Regions from separate parts of the Mus musculus genome. Here region 2 is linked to region 1. The links are chromatin contacts, called in public HiChIP or PLAC-seq maps. All regions are on one chromosome and are shown on one strand. Each heading gives the region's core, a stretch centred on a gene start, on an enhancer-like site or on the middle of the called end of the contact. The rest is flanking DNA. Distances are from core to core; before and after follow the strand shown. Region 1 overlaps Mcu (mitochondrial calcium uniporter). Region 2 overlaps Micu1 (mitochondrial calcium uptake 1).

Region 1 (7,024 bases), core at 2,253-4,752:
GATTTATGAAACAGTACAAGTGGTTCTAAGACATCACACTCAATTCCCAGATGGCCTGTGACTCAAAATTCTTTTGCTCAGGTTCCCTAGAGCTTAGATTATAGGCTGCCACATCAACCCAATGAGTTTTTAAACTCATCCATCTCTGCTGCCTCTTAGCAACATGGGCAAGGTACAGAACTTCCGTTGCTGGTTTGTATGCACACCAGGCTCCTGCCTATGTCCTTCTGCCATAGCCTTGTCCTTTCAAGACCATGCTGGACAGCAGCTGCTGACTTATTTAGCCAACTAGAGGTATACACTCGAATTCAACTGCTGTTTGTTTAGGGCGGACCTGGATACTTACTGAATGAATAAGCAGGGTTTGTTCTTGCTTCCTGACAATTATAATCACTAGCCTCAAGGAGAAGGGATGATCAACCCAAGTGCCTATTATGTACAAAGTATCACTGATGAACCATCAAGTAAATAGAAGATTAAAACACAAGTTCAAAGTATTGGGGAGAGTTGGCCCAGTAGTCAAGAGCACTTATTCTTGCAAAGGACCCAGGTTCAATTCCCAGTACCCACATGGAAGCAAAACACCTCCTTTAGCATTGGGCATGGATGTGGTATAAAATACTCAAATAATAATAATAATAATAATAATAATAAAAACATCTTTTAAAACCACAAGGTCAGTGATTGCTAAGTGGCCATGATCTATTGAGCAAGTCAGGATACATGTATAAAAAGATATACCTTGAATTGTAACAATACTGAAGTGTGTGTGTGGGGGGGGTCAGTTCAGTCAAATTTATACAACCAAGAGAAATGAAATTTTCAGTAAGGAAAGATTACTGTGGGCTGGAGAGGCTAAAGAAGGCTTTTTTTCTGGGGCTGGAGAGATGGCTCAGCAGTTAAGAACACTGACTGTTCTTCCAGAGGTCCTGAGTTCAATTCTCAGCACCCACATGGTGGCTCACAACCATCTGTAATGGGATGCAATGCCCTCTTCTGGTGTGTCTGGAGACAGCTACAGTGTACTCATACACATAAGATAAATAAATAAATCTTAAAAAAAAGAAAAAAAAAAGAATAGATGGCCTTTCCCCATCGCACCCCAGCCAGGCCCAAAACAGGCACACATTCTGTGCCACAAGGTGCAAACTCAGCATAATTGTCTTTCAATTTATATTTTCTTCAACTTGATATAAAGGTCGTTTATAGTGTTAAACTTGGGAAAAGTTTATTGAATGCTTAAGAATACGTCCCTTGAACAATCCCTCCCTTCCTACATACGCATGTCCTTGCGTTTGGCCATGTGAGGTCCAGTCCATGGTGACTTCTAAAAGAAGGTAGGGAAACCTGAGCTTACTGGTGTGGACGAAAGCAGGTAGCAAGGAGACAACTAACGCTGCAGACGTCTCTGCCCACGCATCATGTCTTCAGGAAGGCTGCACTTAGTCGGAAAGCTGGGGACACTGTATGTGCGTGCTTCTGCATAATTTAATCCCAACCCTCCTGTGACCTGTAACTATCATCCTTACCCTTTCTATAAACACTGACACCCAGGGCGGGCACAGGGCAGAGAGCAGCCCGTGACTGAAATCAGACACATCTGATTCTAAGCACAGCTCTTCCCACGATGTGACTCATTGGGAGGAGAGTAAACAATGGCTGGCTACTCCCTAACATTCCAGTGCAGTCCACAGCAGCCCAGCTATTGAACCAACCCTGCCAAAACCCCACAGCCAGCCGGGACTACAAACTGGTGTTGCCTCTGACTCTGCAATTCATACCTACTGAAATGATCTCTCAACAGATCAGTCTACTAAAGTGTCTTTATTTTATTTTATTTTATTTTATTTTATTTTTTAAGACAGGGTCTCACTATGTAGCTCTGGCTCTCTGGAACTCACTACGTAGGCCAGACTGGCCTCGAACTCAGAGAGCTGCCTGCCTCTGTCTTCTGAGGGCTGGGATTTAAGGTATGTGCTACCACACTGGCGATCTGTCATCTTGTGTGTTCACTGTAGTAAACTGCCTTCCTTGAGTCTTGTAACTCTCCTCTCAAACTGGAGAGAAGCGGCTTGGAGTGGAGGAAGTGGCTATTTTCTTCAGGATCCCTAAATTGCTCGACATGTCCCTGGAATACACAGTCAGTAAACAACTATTAATTAAGAGTTGCTGAGCAACGCTCCTTTGATTTCTATAAAAACCTCCTTTGTCTCAGGGATCCCTTCATTCATTTCCATGATTACACCGACAACTGACACTAGATTAAAATAAATGGCTACACATGCATTATAGTGCTTTTCTTGCAAATTAAAATAAGATGAAAACCCGCAGCCTTGTGAGGTCTTACAGAAGCCTGGCCCGGGGACACTCGGAGATAAATGGAGCTTCATTTCCACTTGGAGAATTTACATAGACACTCAAAGTGAGAAAGAAAACGCAATTCTTGACTACATACCAACACATAAAAGCAGCTCATCTCAACCCCAGATAAATAGCTACTGAGCAAGCGTGCCTCCCTAGAGTACCTCTGGCTCTTTCATATTCAGTTTCCTCTAAGCTGCCACTAAATGTGACGGTCACAGAATGTTTTTAGACACTGGGGTTTCTATTATGACCATTTAAAATAAAAACAAAAACAAAACTCTGGTGTGTTTTTAAAATGTCACCCTCAGTCTCTGCATACCACCTGCAACTTTACGGGACCCCAGTGGGAGGGGTGGCTGGGGAGGAATCAGGATGGTGTGTGAAGGCAGAGATGACAAGTGTGGTAAGCTCAACCACTAACCTTGCCGCAGAAGCACCAAGGTTATGAGGAAAGCCCTGACTGGCAGCAGCGCAGGCAGGGTTGTCTGGAGAGGCGGCCACCACCAGGCGTTCCGCTCACTGTGTGAGGGAGCTGAGGAGATTCTCCTGCTGGATCACGCAAGGGCAGCTGCATGCCTAGCAGCTACAACAGTGGTTCTCAACCTGGGGGTCGCGATCCCTCTGACAAAACCCTCTATTATCCAAGATTACAGTTATGGAGTAGCAACAAAAATAGTGTTGTGGCTGGGGGTCAGCACAACATGAGGAACTTTATTAAGGGGTCACGGGACGAGGAAGGTCCTGAACCACTGAGCTAGGGGCAGGAGAACTCTAGGTGAGGGAGAACAAGGGCCACCCCTGCCTGTGCATCCTAGAATCGCAAACTCATTTGGCAACAGCAAGGTCCTTCTTGAACAGCTTCATCAAGGGAGTAAAAGCTACGTTCTCCAGAAACTGATTGGCGTTTTAAATCATTCTCTTCATGCTTTCCTGCTCCTCTCTGCAACAAGAGCACGGGCCACTCTGGTGCTGAAATGCATTAGCATTTAGGAATTACCCGAATTGCTCTTGGGGGGAGGGATCCCCGTGGCAAGATATGGCTGCTGTTCTGCACACTTCAGGCGGAGCGCGCCCAGCTCTCGCCCACGCACACCTACGGCCAGGCTTTCCCCGCCGCCGCCGCCACCGCTGCTCTGAACCTAGCAGGCTGCTGCTCCGCCTCCCTGGACAGCAGCACATTAGCATTGCTGGGAGCTGCCCACAACCCAGAGGGCTTTTCCTGACAGACAAGGACAGTCAGAGATTTAATCCCTACAGACAACTGCTTTGTGGGACTTTCCAGCAAGCCCATTGCCAATTCTTCAACCTCTCTCCTACAGCTAAATGCAGTCCACTGAAAAGATTCCATTTGCTCTCAACAAAATTCAGGAAAATCAGACGTGACTACCCCGGAGCTCGATTTTAAAGTTAATGAATCACATTCACGTTAGTTAGCTTTAAACCCGGCAGTTGCTATCTGCACTGAGGGACACTTTTCAAGGAGATCTAATAAAACTGAGCCGCATCCTCCCAATGGGGCGGTTATTACTTGGATAGGAGCTGAAAAATGAAAACTAAGAAAGCAAAATCCTTCATGCTCCCCTTTGCCTCTGATCAAATCTTGCCCCTCTCTGCCTGTCATTCGCTTTGGGTCTCAAGGCAAAGTAGAATAAAGTCTATTTGGAATGCTGACACCTCCTAGATCCAGGCCTGGGGCTACCCACCCCTGCAGTACAGCACAGTGGGTTAACCCAGAAGCCACAGCACCCAGCAGTGTGGGTCTCCCACAACAGGAAGGACTAAGCCAGAAGCCACAGCACCCAGCAGTGTGGGTCTCCCCACAATAGGAAGGACTAAGCCAGAAGCCATAGCACCCAGCAGCGTGGGTCTTCCCCTGGCCTCCCTTGGACTCTGCAGCAGGGTTAATTGTGTGGAACAGCCAAAATGGTATAGTAATTGGATATTGACTTTGGGGGGTTGATAATTTCTTTAACGCCTATGGCCTCAGACTTTCTAATGAGCCTTTCCTTAATCTGTGGTTGAAAACTGAAGAGTTGAGGACACGGTAAAAGATTTTCTAAGAAGGAAAGGAGAGAGGGCAGATGCAGGTGAATATTTTGCCCAGTCACACTCCTAGCCTTTGGAGGTCAGCATGGAAGGCCCTTCCTGCAGGCATCCTTTTAGGGGTGCAGGCCATTCCCTACCACCCCCTATCTGTATGCTTTGCCTGGAAAACTCCCTGCTTTCTCTTTTCTTTGGAGAAAAAATAAACCGTGTCTGCTCTATATTAATGATTTACAACAATCCCTTCCCCATCTCTATCCTGTAAGGTTTAACTTGGGCATTCCACTCTTGGACTTTTCCCACAAAAGAAAGCAGACTAGAAACCTGCTTTCTAGAGGTAAGCACACAGCATACCTCTACCAAGTGATAAGATCCATCTTGAAAGCAGTCTCCATGATGACGTCTCTAGCCAGCATGGAGGATGGATGTGCAACTCGGTGACTTCAATCAAACTATTTAATGAAGTACTTAAGGTAGATATTGATTATGCTTAAAGTGCATTCTGCAAACCTCACGTCAATTGAGTTACTGTTTCTTTTTTTATAGATGAGAACTCCCTTCACACTTTCCTGTAGAACTGCTGGCTTCAGGTTAGACACCACCAGTCTCAAGGCCTTGCCTAGTTCTGCGCTAAGTTGGTTCAAGGCTAGACAGCTGCACTACTCAGGGTAACCTCTGGCTTGATGTGCACATATGTAAGGAACTAAACAACTAGTGAGAGGAACAACCAGACGCACATCCTGATGAAGTGAAAAAATAAAGCAACCTGGGGGGGGGGCTGGTGCATTTTAACTGCTGTGTTACCAAAGCTGGCCTGATCCTCCAGCTTCAGCCTCCCAAGTGCTGGGCTAGGTAGGATTTGTAAGTGCAAGGGGATGAGAGAGGATGGGGAGGGAACACGCATACCGTGAAGGCAGGGATGTAGGTGGCACTCGAGGGCACAGGAATGAACACACCTAAGCAGCCCGCATTGTCTACCGACAGTTAGTGCTCCTGGTTCCTGAATGCATGGCCAGGCAGCCCTTGTTCTTCATTTTGGTTCTAGTCAGCAAGGGTGATGGAAGATTCCGGAACACAATGCAGAGACTCACGATCCAGGAACTGGAGCGAGAAGTCTGCAGAGTCCTGGCAGCCCTCAGAGTTTCTCTCATGGAAGGGATCCCAGACCCAGACATCTGATGGAGACGAGAGGGTACTTCCTGCCTCTGCAGATGCTGCCCAGGGATGGTGCTAAGTCAGTGTCCGCTCTGTTAGCATCCTCTATAGAGATCTCGTCGCTAGCCGGGCTTGAGGATCATTACCCTTTTGGCTGATCTGCAAGGACCGTAAATGTATCACAGCCACCAAGACAAGTGGGGTGGGGAGAAACTGGCGTGAGAATATTCCTCTTTTCCTAAGGGATGTTGGAAATGAAACAGCTTTTGCTCATTCTTCACCTAGGAATTAGCTTGAGTAAAGTTCTCTCAGTGGTTCCTAAGACAAAAACATCTGCATATGTTCAGCTATAGGACTCTCCAGACTGAGTCCCAAAGATTGGTTTTAGCTAAAAAATGGGGTAAGTAAATGATGCCCCGCATCTCCAGCACTGTTGTTTTTGGGGGACAGAAGCTGGGAGTCCACACCACCTATAACCCAGCTAACCTTAAGCAGGCTTTAACTCCACACTGGTTCATGTGAAATCTAGGAAAGTCAGGAGGCTGTATCCAGAAGCAAAGTAAGCCACTGGGAAATCCCAAATGTTTGCAGCCAGGCTGAAAACACGATTAGTCTCCATAGCTAAACAAACAGGTCCCTGGTGGCTTCAAGCTGCCTCCACCTTGACAAGTTCCTCTCCGTGCACTCCTTAACTGACAAGTTCGATTCCAAAGTCTCCTGGCCGCTAGTAACAAGAGGCCAGGCCCTGCGTGCGGATAACTCCGCTCCGAGCTTCTCCCTTTCCTCCCATACCAGCGCTCCAATTCCGAAAACTGTGTTAAGGTGGGAAAACAAAAATTAACCAGATATCTCTGCATATCAGACCATCACAGTGTATATTAAGCGGCCACCACAATGTCACCAAGTTAAAACATCATCCATTATTTCATGTGTTTGTATTATACTTAGAGGCTGTGTTTAATTCCTTAAGGCTCCTTTTCCCATCTTAAATTTTTTTTTAATTTAAAAAAGTTTAGTGGTAATAGCAGGAGTGTGCACACATGCACATGGGCACATGTACATGCACGTGACGTAAGTGTGTGGTCTCCCCTGCCAGCACACAAGTATGTAGGTCCGAGAGGACTGGTTCACAGGGCTGGTTCTTCTTTTGCATTTATGGGAGTGAACTCAGACCAGCAGGCTAGCTTGACAACTGGCAGACCTCCATCTAAAATCAGATTTGACTCTCGTCTCGTAATGACCCTGTGAGTGTGAGAAAGATATTTACATGGGGGACAACTAGGATGCAGATGACAAGGCAAAATGCAGCCACTGCTATTCCAAGTCTTCCCTAGACCTTCCTAGATGGCGAGAAGTTTAGGAGGCCAATCATAAGAGGGGCTGTGTGGTCTCATTCGAATCTCGAAGCCCCGGTGCTCCTGCTCTGCACGTGGGATTGTGGAAACTTACTTAACAAGAGATG
Region 2 (7,024 bases), core at 1,942-4,441, 290 kb after region 1:
TCCAGACAGAAAGAACAATGGCACAGAGGCCCTGCCGTTCTGTCCCACTGAAGAGCACAGATGTGTCTGGCTAAGTGGCCTGAGGTCACTGTGCAGTGTGGCTCTGTGCGGTTCAGAAGCTAGGAAAGGCCTGGGGAAGCCTGTCATTCTGAAACACGGATATAGGGAGGGATTTGCAGAGGTTGTAACTGTACAGAGGAGCACACGGGCTTTCCTCATCCCAGAGTGCAGCGCCCTCCAAAGCCTTTGCTGAGCAGTGACACACTCTCAGACACTGATTTCTCTCTCCTTCTACTCGTTTTAGCCTCATTTTTTGGCACTTGTAATAAAACATGTATTTTTTTCTCCCTAGCTTTTCATCTTCCTCGGGTAGATAGATAGATAGATAGATAGATAGATAGATAGATAGATAGATAGATAGATAGGTATCATATAGCTAAATGTATATTATCTGTCCTTCCAAAAGACTAGCCCTCCTGTCACCAAGGAGCAGGGGTGGGAAGGAAAGGTGCACTGTGTTTAGAAAGCCAGGAAGAATCTCCCAGTGTTCGCTGTCTTCTCTTTTTTGGCCCTTCTTTGTGGCCCTGCAGCCCCTGGGGTCAACAGGAAGCTTGTATGCGGTTGAGAATGTGGTCGCGGCTGCATAGGGAAGCCACAAGCCTGGGCAGCTGCCTGTGAAACATGGGTAGGCAGACAGATGGTCAGTGATGTGCTGGCCTGCCTGCGCACGTTCTTCGCCACAGGGCGAAGGAAAATAGAATCCCTTAACTGTCACTGAAGCAGAGCTTAAGGGACCCCAGTTTAAGTGGGGCATGTGTTTGCTAAGTCGTGCAAGCCGGTAATGCAGACTGCTTCCAAGATACACAGTTGTTTTCTGCACTATGATAATTTTGTAATTACCTGGGTCTCTCCTTGAGGCCCTCGGTGACCTGGAGGACTGATTACATGCCTGTGACACTCCAAGGGCGCACCTGCAGGTTTGTCAGGATTTAACATATCCTGATTGATATGAGGCCCCCAACACACATACAGTAGAGGGCTTCCAGGTCTAGGTTCATTCAGAGATGATGCACCTAACCCTCAAGAGACTGGAGGCCCCAGGGAGTTTAGAGGTCAGATGGGGTGGAGGGTGCGGGCATCCGTGTGGAGACGGGGTGTGGTGGGGAGGAGGTGTGGGATGTGGAGCAGTTGGAGGGTGGGAGGGGAGGGGTGGGGAATGGAATATGGGGTGTAAAAAATAAATTACAAATTAAATTTTAAAAAAATATGTGGTGGTTTGAATAGGAGTGGCCCCTGTAGACTCATTAGAATGCTTGGCCCATAGGAAGTGGCACTCTTAGGAGGTGTGACCTTATTGAAGGAAGTGTGTCATCACTGTGTAGGAGGGCTTTGAGGTCATCTATGCTCAAGCTCTACCCAGTATGGTTGCACAGTTGCCTGTGCTGCCTACAGATCAAGATGTAGCTCTCTCAGCCCCATGTCTGCCTACACACCACCAGATATCGCACCAGTGATGACAATAAACTAAACCTCTGAGCCTGTAAGCCAGCACCAATGAAATGTTTTCCTTTTTAAGAGTTGCCATGGTCAAGGTGTCTCTTCATGGCAACAGAAATGCTAAGAAAGAATACAAGATGGGAGTCAGGCATGGCGGGGCACACTTAGAGAGCTGAGGCAGCAGGATCATGAGGTTGAGGCCAGTGTGGGCTGCACAGTGAGAAGTCTATGTCAAAAAAATAAGTGTACACATGATCTCTCCAGCCATGTAACATCTATCCATGGCCCTTGACATTTTAGTCAGTAGATCCCCGAAATGCAGTCCTCAAAACTCCCAAACTACCATTTAGTAGGTCTTCAACTTTAAAATGTTGAACAAGTAGAATGTTTGTGTCTGTTAGCAGATGTAGTGTGTGAAACACCTACCACCTACCTTCCCCCCCCACACACACACACGCCCTCTACCCCCACCCCACCCCACCCCACCCCACCGCACCCCTGCCAGCTTGGCCTCATTTAAGCCCTCAGAACCTAATGGCTTGGGGCTGGAGCTCAGTGTAGAGCCCTTGCCTGGTATGCACAAGACCCTGATCCTCTGCAACATGAAAAACCTCATTAGGTAGCTTTACCCCAGAAGACCCCGTAGGCTAAACTGAGAGATGCTGGCTGTCCAAAGTGAAAGCATAGAGCTGAAGCCATGAGTTTTGAAGTCGGCCAGGCTGCAGAAAGGACAAATATTGATGTTTAAGCCTTTTGGGTTCTAATTGCTTGATAATAGTGGAACATGTTACCAAAAGCCAAGTTTGTGTCTTCAAAAACTAGTAAAAATACTAATTTGAGCATTGAAATTGCTACTTGAGGCTCTCCCCTAGAAACTGCCCTTGAAACACAACAGAGGAATGTTTGTGCCTTTAGAGGGTGGAAACTGAAGGCTTTTCATGAACCCTGAGCAAGCCAGCCGCTGTCAGGTTTACAAACAAGAAGCATTTCAACTTCGAATCTGCCTTGTTCCACCCTGGTAGGGAGTTCCAGAAAGGCAGGCATGTCTATCCAGATCCTCCAGGCCAGCCCAGAGAGCCGCGGGGCACAGCTTTGGGGTAGACCCTGCCTGTAAATACATTCTGTATGGTCAACTCCAGCTCAGCCATCTGACCCTACGGGAAACCTGCTTTAAACAGTGCAAAACGTTGCCCGCTTTCAGAATTTTTATCAGTTCCTCCGTTTTGTTTCAGGATGGCAAATTGAGCCATAAATCAAACTTAAATCGAATCCCCCCAAAACTTTGGGTTTTGTCAGAAATTAATCAGTTCTGTGCAAGAGACGGAGTGACGGATGGGAACTGCTGTGGGCCCGAGTGGGAAAGGAGCCTCTGGCCTGTGGTGGTGATGTCGATTCCTTTGCAGGAGGAGTTGTGCTTTCCTTCAGCCGGCTCTCGGCCCCGCCCCTCCTCCCCACTGTTGTAGCTTATTCAGAATATCAGGGTGCTGCCCTGAAGGTTGCAGAGAAGTAGGGAATTTTGTGAATCCAGATGGACTACATCTGCTAACCCAGCTTAGTCAATTGCACGTTGCCTCAGGCTTCTTGTCTGCAAAGCAGAGCCAAGAAGCTCCACCGACCTGACAAAGATTTAAATGAGAGAGTGTACGGGGAACTTCTGGAGTGAGGTGCATGCGCAGTAAAGAGTTGTTATTGCGGTGTAGTTCTTGTGGCTTGTATACTCTGTGACTCATGAGGGAGGAAGCAAGACTGGAAAGAATCTACTCTTGGATATTTCCATTTTTATCACTGTCTTACATGTGTCATCTGCCTAGCAGAGGTCCCCAGGGATCTTCCTTCCCATGCCGCACGGTGACTCACACAGTGCTGGACAAGGAGAAGACGGTGGGGACATGCTTGTTGACATGAACTTACTTAGTACCATCTGACATCTGTGAACTCCCTCTCAGGAGAGCAGATCAACCCTGCCATGTGGGAGTGTGAGGACATTCTACCATCCTCCTGTCCTTTTGGCCCCTACTTGGCCACTAGGCCTACCCTGCCTTTTATAATTATTATTATTATTATTATTAGCCTTAATCAGCACTAGAGCTGGGCAGATATCCACCCTCTAAGCTATTAGAATCTATTTCCCCATTAATAACCCTGAGTTATAATTCTCCATGTTTCGTCTGAACTGCTCTTAACTTCAGTTGGCCAGTCCTCATAGCCATGCTTTCATGACTCTCCTACCCATGACATCTTCTTCTCCCATCCTCTCCCTCTCTCATGGTCTCCTCAGATCCCAAGCCTGGGAACTCCAAGCCCTGCCTATATCAATTCTGCCCAGCTATAGGCTGTAGGCATCTTCATTCACCAATCAGGAGTAACTTAGGGGTCAAGGTGACATTGCATCACTTGAGTCTATGTGCAGATTTTCTCATCCTTGGGGGCAACCAGGCCTTAGGGACCAGTATTTAGCATTATAATACATTATAATAATATAATTCTAATACATAGCAAAAGACCAAACCTCAACATTACGTGTTACATATTACATAGAACTAACATTGCAACTGGGACCAAGAGAGCTTCCTTGTCCTGTTTCTAAATGAAATCTCAGTGCTCTGATAAGCTTAGATTAGCTCAAGGTTCTTTGTCTTGTTACATATTTCTCTTAAGCATTATTGATGTCCTATCATTCAGATATCCTTTTTGAGAAAACTTGTTAATTACATTACGCTTGTTTGAAATCCTTAGGGATCTATTTGATTTTTGCATAAGCATGATTGATAAGACTTAAAATCCTTATTTTAAGTCTTCTCTAAGAAGCAAGGTCATGGATGATCTTAGAGACTGGTTATTACTATTAATGTATGAACTCTCGAACTCAGGAGGCAGAGGCAGGCAGAGCTCTGTGAGTTCGAGGCCAGCATGGTCTACATGCTGAGTCCCAGGCCAGCCAGGAACTCATAGTGAGAGCCTGTCTAAAAAGAAGAAAAGAGAAAAATTGTGAAATTTTCTATAGTTTTAAAATTGGCCCTGTTCCTCAAGGATGCTCCTGACCCAAGGGGGGATGGGGAGGGGTTGTCTGTTCTGAGTTTAACTGTTTGGTTTTATTATTATTGGTGCATATTAGTAACTCAGAGTAATGACCTTCATTGTGATGACGTCACACAGGCGTTTAAGCAGTTCTGCTTTCTCTGTGAGGAACCAAGGGCCAGATTCATTTCTCCCCTCAAACACAATTGATCATCCCACAGCCCACACCAAAATACCTTCCATGTAACTCCCAGAACACTCTGTCTGCTTCCTCCCCAGTTTGAACGCCATGACCCGGTAGATGGGAGAATCTCTGAGAGGCAGTTCGGGGGCATGCTGCTGGCCTACAGTGGAGTGCAGTCCAAGAAGCTGACCGCCATGCAGAGACAGCTGAAGAAGCACTTCAAAGATGGGAAGGTAGGTTGCCTCGGATACAGGGAGAAATAAAACCATGGGAACCTCTGGGTTTTGCAGAGGTATCAATAATAATGAGAACGTGTCGTGAACCATTCGGGAATGAATACATCTCTCAGCTCTAAGGCCCAAAGAGAGAAGAATAGTGAACAGTACACAGAGAGTAGGAGAGAGGGTAGAATAACCCCAGGTCTCTTGATCAAAGCCAGATGGCTCCATGCACTGGAACTGAAGAACATTGAAAAGTTCATTTGGATGGGAAGAAAGATAGTATTCTGTTGTAGGTGCCTTGGATTTAAAATAACTATAGGCTGTCCACGTGGAGATGACCACAAGGCAGCTCAGCATGCACATCTGCCTCGGAGCCCTGAGCCAGGTTTGGTAATCATTGGTCCTTAAAGCCATGAGAACTGGAGAGATCTCCTGAGGAGTCTTGCACAGATTGAAAACGATGGACCAAAGGCAGAATCCACTGAAACATGATCTCGAGAAGGCGGGGGAAGGACTTACCCAGTCTGCTTTGCACCGCTGATAAACACCATGACCAAAAGCAACTTGGAGAGGAAAGGATGGAGCAAGCTTACAGGTTATGATTCCTTGTCAGAGGAAGCCACGGCAGGAACCTATAGGCAGGAACTGAAGCAGAGACCATGGAGGAAGGCTGCTTATTGGCTTACTCTCCATGATTCGCTTGCTAAGCCTGCTTTCTTATACAGCCCAGGACCACCTGTTCAGCTTTGGCACCACCCACAGAGGCCCTCTTGTATGAATTATTAATCAAGAAAACGCCCCCACCAGACTTGCCTACAGGCCAGTCCGATAAGGCAGGTTCTTAGTTGAGGTTCCATCTTCTCAGATGACACTAGCTCATGCCACATTGACAAAATGGTTAACGTGCAAGAATGTATGTATGGCTGGAGTATGGCTGGAGCATCCCAGAGCAAGGACAACTGTGGTCAGAGAGGCACAGAAGGAGCCTAGCCCTCACTCAGAACAGCGAGAGGGTACTGAAGGCTTAATGATGAGACGACAGGGTTGATTATTTACATAAAGAGAGTCAGGCCCCATTGTGGAAGGTTCTGTGGGAATGAGCAGGAGTAGGATCAAATCGACTGATAATAATGTTACTAGAGAGGAAGAGGAGAGTGAGCAGCATTGACATTAGAGACCTTGGCGTCTCGGGAGCTCTACTCAGCCCCACTCTCTGCCATCCTTTAACACTGCCTGTACCCAGTACAGGTGAAGGGCAGCCACAAAGCCCCACCAGCACTTGGGGAGGAGCAGACTGAAGCAGAGACTGGACTGCTGGCTGCCCAGGCACTCAGACCCACGGGAGAGCCTGGACTCTTCCCAGAGTCTCCCCAGAAACTCTCACCGCAGGCCCCAGACCTTCCCCACAGGACAGCAGTCGTCACGTGGCCATGATCAGAACCCCAGTCTGGCACTGAAGATGCTCTGTGAATAAGGACCAGCGTCGTGGTGATCAAGACAAGGCTTCTTTACAGGCAGTTCTGCTGCCGCCCTCGTGCTTCCCATGGTGACTGAGGTCACCCTGACCTCACTGGCCTTGAAAATGAGCCCTTCTGATCGGCTTGCCATTGGACCATCACAGCTTTTAAAAGCCAGAAGCTAAAGAAGAAACAAGATGGCCAGCATTCTGATGTCCCCGAGTTCTGTTTGCGTAAGAAATTGTCCACGAACACCACTGCTTTTTAACCGCTTCTCGCCTAGACATGTTTCTTCCTTGCCTTGGATGTTGAAAAAACTGAAAGGACTCAGAGCCAGGCTAGGTTCTTCTAGGTCCAGCCTGTGTCCACAGCAGGTGCTCTCCTAGCTGAGGGGTAGGCTTGTCTTTAATGGAGTAAGGGACTAGTTCTCCCACTGGAGAGCGCTTCTGCACTATCCAGTACCCAGCTTGTGTCTGTGGAAATTATGATCTACTGATTGCACGTGTTTAGGTGAGTTTTTTAACCCTTTGCTAGACACGGGATGTTTGCATAAAGGAAGCACTCCTTTCTGTAGACAGACTTTTCGTCTTTGTTTTGTGAGAGCCTTTTCTGGTTTGCTGTTTGTAAGGTTTTTGAGGTGCCAAGGA

The links. HiChIP or PLAC-seq counts read pairs in DNA pulled down with a chosen protein or histone mark.
Region 2: a contact with region 1 is called in a FOXA1 HiChIP or PLAC-seq map of pancreatic cancer cells. The contact joins two enhancer-like sites. A contact is called at or near these places in 5 of 39 promoter capture datasets (the C10 cell line, the HPC-7 cell line, cranial neural crest and 2 more), 1 of 15 datasets of contacts at CTCF or cohesin (the NIH/3T3 cell line), 3 of 484 Hi-C or Micro-C datasets (bone marrow-derived macrophages, long-term hematopoietic stem cells and muscle stem cells), 6 of 115 datasets of contacts at active chromatin or transcription factors (embryonic stem cells, extraembryonic endoderm stem cells, forebrain and 1 more) and 1 of 9 other capture datasets (liver).

The regions. Positions count from the first base shown.
Region 1 is chr10:59,536,134-59,543,157 of GRCm38.p6, forward strand. The region is part of intron 1 of Mcu (mitochondrial calcium uniporter); the gene reads right to left. Among named protein-coding and RNA genes, the nearest start is that of Gm40671, 36 kb to the right of the region's middle. Within about 2 kb of position 3,503, at least 171 of the 459 cell types and tissues checked have an H3K27ac peak or open chromatin away from gene starts, as enhancers often do. A contact at or near this core is called in muscle stem cells and pancreatic cancer cells, where this site is marked.
Region 2 is chr10:59,822,395-59,829,418 of GRCm38.p6, forward strand. Micu1 (mitochondrial calcium uptake 1) reads left to right here. Exons shown (of 12, transcript NM_144822.3): 9 at 4,795-4,932. Among named protein-coding and RNA genes, the nearest start is that of Gm23803, 8.1 kb to the left of the region's middle. Within about 2 kb of position 3,192, at least 91 of the 459 cell types and tissues checked have an H3K27ac peak or open chromatin away from gene starts, as enhancers often do. A contact at or near this core is called in muscle stem cells and pancreatic cancer cells, where this site is marked.